Regions from separate parts of the Mus musculus genome. Here region 1 is linked to region 2. Evidence: chromatin contacts called from public targeted proximity ligation data. All regions are on one chromosome and are shown on one strand. The core of a region is the stretch at or near the end of the contact, and the rest is flanking DNA. Distances in the headings are between cores, read along the strand shown.

Evidence for each region.
Region 1: a targeted proximity ligation map of embryonic stem cells shows a contact between it and region 2, with 8 read pairs. A contact is called at or near these places in 7 of 39 promoter capture datasets (the HPC-7 cell line, cranial neural crest, embryonic stem cells and 4 more), 24 of 484 Hi-C or Micro-C datasets (the AML12 cell line, B cells, CD8 T cells and 17 more), 14 of 130 datasets of targeted methods (double positive thymocytes, embryonic midbrain, embryonic stem cells and 7 more) and 3 of 9 other capture datasets (adipose tissue, liver and pancreatic islet).

The regions. Positions count from the first base shown.
Region 1 is chr19:24,553,144-24,557,677 of GRCm38.p6, forward strand. It overlaps Pip5k1b (phosphatidylinositol-4-phosphate 5-kinase, type 1 beta), which reads right to left and starts at 2,729. Exons shown (of 15, transcript NM_008846.3): 1 at 2,622-2,729. It overlaps Gm50341 (predicted gene, 50341), which reads left to right and starts at 3,189. Exons shown (of 2, transcript NR_169181.1): 1 at 3,189-3,241; 2 at 3,865-4,267.
Region 2 is chr19:24,488,983-24,493,623 of GRCm38.p6, forward strand. All of the region lies in intron 1 of Pip5k1b (phosphatidylinositol-4-phosphate 5-kinase, type 1 beta), which reads right to left. The region is part of intron 2 of Gm52399 (a long non-coding RNA gene); the gene reads left to right. Among named protein-coding and RNA genes, the nearest start is that of Gm52399, 8.6 kb to the left of the region's middle.

The sequences.
Region 1 (4,534 bases), core at 1,479-3,978, 64 kb after region 2:
TATGTTCCTGACGGGAGGTGGAAGGGCACAAGAAAGAGACAGCTGTTTCACAACTCAGGAGACAACATGGGTGATCCACAGTGGGCTCCAGTCCCCGCACTTCAGAAGGCGCAACTCACCTCTCACAGGGAAATCATCCCTGTGCTGGGAACTTACATGCAAGGTGCTGTGTCTTTTATAATAGCAGGCTGTCCTTATGAATGAGTCCATTCACCCCCATTAACTTAACAGCCACGAGGACAGGCTTATTTACTATATGCAAACACAAAGCTTCAAAAAAAAAGTGCATATGCAATACCAATTCATACCTGAGAGAACTTTAACCTGAATACTTCAAAGTCAAATAGAAGCACTAAGCAGCATAGGTGCTCGAAGCTGCTCAAGCACACTTGCAGTTTTCTTTCCCTCCGTCAAGTGGTACGATGTGAAACTGCCCAAGTCAGAAAAAACAAACTGAAGCTGGAATCAATGATTAGCTAGCTCCCTTGGCTGATACAGGGAAACTGGGTTTCTCCTACAGGAAATAATACCACATTATTAGACCCCGAAGGATGCTAAAGCTGGCCAAAAGAGACATAATTTCGTAGGCACTTTTTTGTTTCCCATGAGAAATGCTTAAGGCTCAGCGTATGGTCTGGCACAAAGGCTGTGTCAGAGCTACAGCCCAGTTCACCAACCAGCTCACTGAACAGAGTGACCTCATCTAATCAGAAGTGGGACAATGACAGAAAACACAAAGCAACAAACTGTCAGGCGATTAGATGAACTCTCCCTCTTGGACCATCCACTCAGGGTTCGAGAAGTGATGTAAAACTCTCATGATGGCCTGACCCCCGAGTTTCCCCACATCTGCAAAATGTGAGCATCAAATCACAAGGAGGTCGAACTGACCACTGTGAGGAGACGACAAATCTAGCCATTAAAGAAAAGAAGACTTCACTAGTACAGGGCTGGCTCTGAATGAGGGACAGCAAGGCTGGCTTTAACTGGAAGGACCGATTGTCACTGTGATAAACCCCAGAATCCGAGTCCCCCATGCCTCCTCTAAACCTATGATAAGCATCTTCACCACACCTCCCTCAGAAGTGGTTGAAATAAGATGAGCATACTGAAAAGCAATTAAAAATTGCAAGACACTGATGCAAATATTAGGTGGGTTTTTTTTCCCCCCCAGTCCCTCCAGTTTTCTTAGTTTGGATAAAAATGTAATATGGCTTTATCTGTAAGCACTGTTCAACTTTCCTGCCCAAGGATGGCTGCACTTCCCATGCATCCTGGGGGGGGGGGGTCCTCCACCTTTGTACACAGAACCCAGCATTTTCTTCAGCTTAGAGATCGCACAGGACACTTAAGGCTCAACCTTGAACTTGGTTGGGTAAGTTTTTGTTTTTGTTTTTCTGTTTTGCCTTTCAGTGGGCAGCCCTCTGACAGAAGCTTCCATGAACCCCCATCACACTGGAGTCTAAGGAAAACCAATCCTTGGACTTTGATCTACTCCAACGACTGCAAAAACACTACAGCCTCTACACAGAACAAGAGGGAAGTCTCCCGGAAGAGAGGTGAAAGGGGCCCTTTACAGCTAAGTTCAAGAGAACAGCCTCGGACTACTTCTTAGATCAGATTAATCAGGTCTCAGTCCTTATGGACCATTCATTTTACAGGGGGACCTCTACCAGGCTGAGAATGCCATCAAGGGGCAGAGCCAGGGCAGAGGCGGGGGTGGGGGGGGTGGGGGGGATGGCTACTTGAGAGTCAGCATGCGCTTCCTTTACATAGCATCATAGTAAATAGCAGATCCTGTTCAAAGTCCTGACTTCAGTAGACATGAAGAACAAATTCACTGACTACCCAAACAACTTCTCTGGAACAGGTTTCTACCCAAGCGTGCTGTGCACAGCAGACAGCCGGCTTGAGAGGGTGGGGGTAAGAAATGAGAACATGCTCATCTGCATAGATGAGAGATAAGCAGACGTTTGTTGTCTTCGGTTCTGACGACTCCTGGCACCAGAGTGGCAAGTCCAACTCCAGCGCTCTCCCCATCCCCCCCGCCACCCCCCACCCCCGCCCCAGATGTTGAATCGTCACATTGACAGGGCCATTGAAGACAGGGGACTGTAAAAGTCGGCGGCTGTTTTCAGGCTGGAACTGTAGTTCACCTGTTCCACCCGGCGCCAGAGCCAGAAATCAAGCAGAACGCCACTCGTGGAAGCCCCTCTGTACATCCCGGGGGGCGCCTAACAAGTTCGCTGCTGTTTAGAAGCAGGGGAGAATGACGGAGACACCTCTCCTGCTGCAACAAAACTCAGCAGGTTCCCCAGAAACGAGGGAGGGGTCTCTGACTTAAGTGAGCCCGAGGGATCACTGGGTGTCACTGCGGCCCTAGGGATCAGGGTAGCGAGGCGGTCGGTGCCCACGGGGACTGCGCAGCTGTGGCCCCCGAGGAGCGAAGGTCCTGGTTTGACGACCACGGGCGCCCCCTCCATGTCACCCCCAGCACAACTTGGACAGGCAAAGTGGAAAGGTGGAGAGCAGGTCAGGTCCCAGCAGAGACACACAGAGCCTCAGGCGCGGCGGCAAGGGAGGGTGTAGGCAGGGTTGCCGGGGACGCGCAGGAAACTTACCTCCTTCGGCCGGCGTGCTGGAGCCTTGGCGGCCGAGACCAGTTGCGCCACCGCGGGCAAGTTGTCGGGATGTCGTGGGTTCTCCGGTGGCTGCAGCGGGCGGCGGGCGGCGGGCGGGGCGGAGCCGGAGCAGCGCCGGGGGGTGGGGTGGGGGGGCGGGCAGGTGCCGGGCCCTGCCGCGGGGCCACACTGGGCTCGGACGCGCGGCGACGGGGACGCGCGGCTGCGAGTGTGCAATGCGCGCGCGCCGCGGCCGGTGTGCGTGTCCCCGCGTTCCCCTTCCTTCCCGCCGCTCCTCTGGTCGGCAGAACGGCAAGCGGACCACTAGGACCAGACAGCGCCGGGTGGCGCGGCGAGGCGAGATCGGGGGATGGAGGCCGAGGAGTGGCGGTGCCCCGCAGCCACGGGCCCCCGCACGGCGCGCCGGAGTCCGAGCGGGGCGGGCAGCGAGCAGGCTGCACGGCGGCCGCGACTCCGGGAGGCTGCAGGCCCCGCCCGCCGGCCGCCCAGGCTCTTCCCCTTTTCTCTCCACCCTCTGCTCTGTCCCGCACGCCCTGCAAGGAAGCCAGACCGGTTTGCAGCAGCAGAGCAGCCCGCAGTCGGACCTAACGCTCTAGTCGGTGCGTGGGAGATTGTGCGCCCGGGCCACTGTGCAGCCAGGACTCAGAGCAGGGGTGAAGCGGCTCCCTGAGATTAGCGGGATCCTCCAAAGCTCCAGAGCTTCTGGGAGCTTCTCAGAGTCTCGAAGCCTCACTGCTGTGGACTGTGTTGGGGTAGGGCGTGCCGCTGCCAGTGTCCCTGGCCACCAGTCGGGCAATGCCAGACTTGACTCCTCTTCCTTGAGGAGCCAGCACTTAAGCAAGCAGAGCCCTCCCCTATACCCCCTTTATCAGGAAGGGACGCGCAAAGGTTCTGAGACCACACTTGTCTCCCTTCTAAGGATAGCAGGTGCTCTCAAGAAGGACGATCTATCCAACAGGTTAGGGATGGGCTAGTGAGGGGTCCCGCGCCATTGAGCTACAATGGGGGCGCGCCTGCTGGAGCCACTTGGAATCTCACTAGGTTAGTTTAGCTTCGAAGAGGGTAGGGGCTAGATCTAAGGATCCGTTTGGAGTTGTGCTGTTCTGAACGCTAAAATTAAATTTATCTAACAGGCACAGGAAGAGAGCGACTCCCTCCCAGTTGGGTCGAAGCAAGTGGTACAGTTCAGCTTTATCACTTCCTTCCACTTTCCCCTCCTCAGACAAAACAAAACACTTGTGGGAAAGAAAACTTGCGTTCTGTCAGAGGAAGACCAGCATTTGATGACCCTTGCTTGAGGACACTCCCTTGAGGCTCTACAAAGAGCACCTGCAGGCAGTTTTGAAATCTTTTAACAACCCCACCCCCAACCCCAACTCGAGTGAATTTGTGGTGGTTTAGTATCACCCTGGAATGAAGCATAAAAATTCCTTTATAACAAAAAATGCATTGTTCTTAAAGTTTTATTCACGTAAAGCTGACAAATCAAATAGATGTGTATTGTTAGGGACGGTATCTCCAGTGTTCTTCCAGGTGTGTGTGGCCGCTACTAGCGATTTAAGGCATCACTAACTTAGGACTTGGGTCCAAGCATTCTGGACTTATTAAAGCACAGAGTAAGAACATGTGTGTGGTCCAGCTTGCACGCTTTTCAGATGAGAAAACCGTAGCCCTAAGACATCCAGTAACTCACAGGCGAGGACACAGTTTTCCTTACTCTTAGTCCTTGAACAAAAAGTAACAGCAATACTGACTTAACAGAGTTCAAGATGGGGCCAGTGGAGGGGGCAGCAGAGAAAGAGCAGCGGATCAAAGATCAAAGAACCTTGCAACCAACTGCTGTGAATCACTGTATAGGGGGCAGCATCTCACCGCTCTGAGTCGCGGGCTGG
Region 2 (4,641 bases), core at 1,774-4,273:
GCAATCCCTAGTGATCCTGTCCTCTTGTCTCTTCCTGCCCCACCCCAGCCTCAACTCCCACTGCTTCAGTTACTGGTGTATGAGGTGATATCAGACCTTGATATGGGTGCTGGGGAATTGAACTTAGGTCCTTAAGCCTGTGCAGCAAGAACTCTTGCTTACGGAGCCATCTCTCCAACCCCCAATCTTACCAAACTGTAATGTATTCAGGAATATATATCAGATGATTCTTTGTCATCATAAAGTGATTCTATTTCTTTTTAAAGTTAATTTTATTGACAAATTTACAAGCAGTAAATAAATTCTTTTTAAAAATACAGTTTAGGGCTGGGAGGTGGTGGCGCATGCCTTTAATTCCCGCACTTGGGAGGCAGAGGCAGGTGGATTTCTGAATTCAAGGCCAGCCTGGTCTACAGAGTGAGATTCAGGACAGCCAGGGCGATATACAGAGAAACCCTGTATCAAAATAAATAAATAAATAAACAAACAAACAAACAAACAAACAAACAAATAATAAAAATAAAAAAGAATACAATTCACTGAGTTTTTTCCAAGTATGTAGTCAAGTAATTATGACCATAATCAGTGACAGAAATTTAGTGACGTGTTGAGATGATCATACAGGTTTTTCTATTTTAGTCCACTCCCTATGCAGAAAGGCTTTCCTGATACCAAGCCAAGCTTTCACTCCTGGGATGGAATCAACTTGGTCAGAGTTATTCAGTGCCTAGATCCTATTTGATGGTATACTGTTGAAAGGCCTCCCATCAATATTCGTAAGAAAGATTGATCTGCAGCGCACATGTCCGTGCAGAACATCCTTGTCAATTTCTGCTATTAGGATCATCTTGGCACGTTAACAACACGTGAAGGTCTTTTTCAGTATAGTCTGAGATGGTGTCATGGAGATGGTGCATGCTTAGTGCTATAAATCCGACTGAGAACCCATGGCTTTGGGAGCTCACAGGTCTGAGAGTGAATCTACTACATTTCTCTCTTTCTTTTCTTTTTGTGTTAGCAGACTTAGGCTCAAATTTCCCTACAGATTTGTATCTTTGTATACCAGCCTATGGTATACTAATCTATACCATAGACGAGTGCACCTCTCAATTCTCATCAAAGAAGGGGATGTGAGTGGACCGTGGTTAACACAGAAACTCACAACTATTCAAAGGGCAGAGAGGAAGTGCCTGTGCAGTGCTCAGCTACAAGTCAGACATCTTTATCGAGTGCCCATCTCTCAAGGCTTGGGACCACTGAGGAAGAGGGACCAGAAAGACTGTCAGAGACAGAGATGGGGAGGACTGGAGTCAAACAGTATCTTCTAGAGATAACAGATCCACTGCACTCAAGAGCTCACACCAGCTGTGGCTGCCTGCACATGACCTGCATAGTTCCAATTAACATTTCAACATGGGATGGGTAAGGGGCTCCGGGAGAGAACCGTTATCCTTTCCTGAAGAACTGTTGACAGTTGATGGCGTCTGAGAAAGGAGAAGTTGGTTTTCTCTAAGGGTGTGACCCCTGCTAAGTCAACTAGGCTTACCAGTGAGTTTTCAAGCGGGCACACAAAGTTGGGAGGGGCCAGGGAGTCAGAGTGGACCTGAGAGGAGTTTGCTAGAGGTTAGCTGGAGTGGATGGTGAATATAATCAAAATATAATGTACGCATGTATGCAATTCTCAAAAGTACTAATAAAAATACATTTTAAACGGTGAAATAGTAACATGACCATCCACAGTTTGTTTGTTTTTTCCTTTCAGAAAGGTTCTAGTAGTTTATTCCCTGTGTCTCACAGCCTGCTCTTATTAGCCCTTCTTAATATCAGCATTGGAGGTATTTATTGAACCGTCTGGATCTTACTTTTTGAGAAAACAGCTTAGTTTGTTTTTTTTTTTTTTTTATAGCTATTTCATTTCCCTGGGGGGTCACTGGTTAGTTTCCTCTCTCTTCTGGGAGTCATTTTATAAGATAAATGTTTCTAGAAATACTGACGACTAACCATCTCCACAGGGGTTCACAAGGCAGCTTGTAGCATCTTTGGTTTCTTCTCTGTTTCCAGAAGGCCAGGAACCTGACCTTGGGCATGCGGGGCATGTGCTCTGTTCACTAAGTTACATTCCTATCCTACTTCTTCTCCTATTATTAAAAATTAATTTTTTAAGGATAGCATACAAGCCGGGCGGTGGTAGCCCATGCCTTTAATCCCAGCACTTGGGAGGCAGAGGCAGGCAGATTTAATGACCATTATCATACACCCTAACTAATCCAGTTTTTAGCAAACTGCTCCATAGTTCAGACTGTCTAGGTCAGAGATAAGCACTACACGGCTTGGTGAAAGACCTTGAGGAAGCCTATAGCAGCAACATCCCACAGATGATCTGGGAGAGCTCACTTGATGCATTCACTTCAACCTCAGTATTCCCACTGTTCTGAGAGTTAAACGATAAAACAAACACAAAAAAATCCACCACCCCCCAAAAAGGGTTTTTTGGGTTTGTTTGTTTGTTTGTTTTGGTTGTTCTCTTATTGTGCATTTTCAAGAATTACTGTAGCCAGTTTTTCTGTTGTGATGGTTCCTTCCCAGTAAGGGAGTAAATCACTCTACAGGACTGCTTAGGATCTATCTATATACAAGACAGCTGGAATAAATTACACACGTTTCATCAAATCGAAGGTCCTATTTTGCTGCAGCATTATAAGACAAAACAAACAACAACAAACCACGCCTTCTACTTTTAAAGGCGGCCTTGGTGCTACTGCTCAGAGTTTTACTCGAAATTTATCCCAACTCGGATAAAAGAGAAGAGCAGTTTTTCTCCAGGTGGCGCCAATGAAGATACAGGTGGAGCCCAGAACTGAGTGTGGCACAGTCACACTTGCAACTCCTCCTTAGAGTGTGAGCATCTGATGAACATTTTCCTTATAACAGAATCTCCTCCCCAGCGGCTCCAGGGGACTGAGCACGACCAGGACACAGGAGATGAGCTCTGTTCCATCACAATGCCAACATCTGTACTGTTGGAAGTATCAAAGCCCAGAAGTAGCAGCTCTACTCAGAGCTTTAGCTTTAAAGCAAGCCCTTTGTTAGGAACAATTGGGACTGATTTCCTTTAGAGAGGCGCATGGTGAATGCTCACTTTTTCATTTAAAAAAAAAAAAGCCAGTTAAGAACAAATGACCTGCAAGTGAATTCAAGATAATGAGCAGTGACTGTAACATTCCATTAAAGCATTTTGGGTTGAAATGCTTAAAAACAATGCCCAGAATGCGTGTCCCAAAGGCAGTGAATTAGCATGGGTTTCGCTCCGCTTTTAAAAAGCTTAGTTTTATTTTTAAAAAAATGCATGCATTATGTTTTAAGTCTTCAGCATTTTTAAAAGAAAAGTTACTAAAGAAATCCTGTTTACATCTTCAAACATAAGAATCAAACTTTCTGGCTAACTTTCATGTTTTTAGTTCAGAGAGGTGACTAGGACCACAGACTAGAGAGGAGGATAAGAGACCCAACTCTACTAAACTAAAGTCTACTGTAACTAAAGTCTTCAGATCTGCCTACACGCTTACCTTGCTGAATTTATCCATCTTTATAACCTTTGGTAGAGCATACATGTAACATGGTCATCTTGAATGGTAATCACCGTCCAGTGATGCAAGTGTTTGTATTCCTAAGGCTAATGGGAGGATACCCCTAGAGGTCTAAGGCCTAGTGCCTTAAAAAGCTGTTTATTATTATACAAATAGAGCTGCTTAACAAGAGAAAGCTTTATCTCCCAACTCAGACCTTAAACTATAGGTTCCAAAACACAATGATGTAAAACAGTTATGTAAATAATAATTACAACCATGGTTTAGGGGCTTTAATCCCAACACTAAGGAAGTAGAGGAAAGTAGATCTCTCTCTCTCTCTCTCTCTCTCTCTCTCTCTCTCTCTCTGGTGCTCTTCTTTTGGTATCTCTCTCTTTCTCTGTATCTGTTTGTGTCTCTCTCTATCTCTGTTTCTCTGTCTCCCCCCCCCCCCCGGGCCCCGCCCTCTGCCCCATAGTGAGTTTCAAGCTAGCCAGGATTATATGAGACCCTGTCTAAAAGGCAAAACTAAACAAAAATCAGCTTAGTGCAAGATGATATTGAAAACGAAAAGGTGTCTTACATAATTAGTAAGAGTGTGTATTCACTAGGCGGTGGTGGCACACGCCTTAAATCCTAGCACTTGGGAGGCAGAGGCAGGCAGATTTCTGAGTTCAAAGCCAGCCTGGTCTACAAAGTGAGTTGCAGGACAGCCAGGGCTATACAGAGAAACCCTGTCTCAATAAAAGAAAAAGTGTGTATTCGCCCACAGTGGTGGGCTTACCTAACTAAAAATTTCCAGAAACATGCCACAATTTGGCTGCCAAGAGCAATGAGCAAAGGAAGGAACGAACACTATGGAGACCTTTTCTTATTGAGATGAAAGTAACAGTATCTTCCAAAAGCAGCAAGCACCTTAAAGAGAATTACAAGGAAGCCATGCCTCCTCAAGTGCTGAAGGGATGGATGGGACAAAGGCAATGCACACAAACAAGCTATTGGAAAGTCAAAAAGGGAGAAGTTTGTAAAAGGAGACCTTGGGAATGCCACAGGGTATTCCCAGACAAAAAGCCAG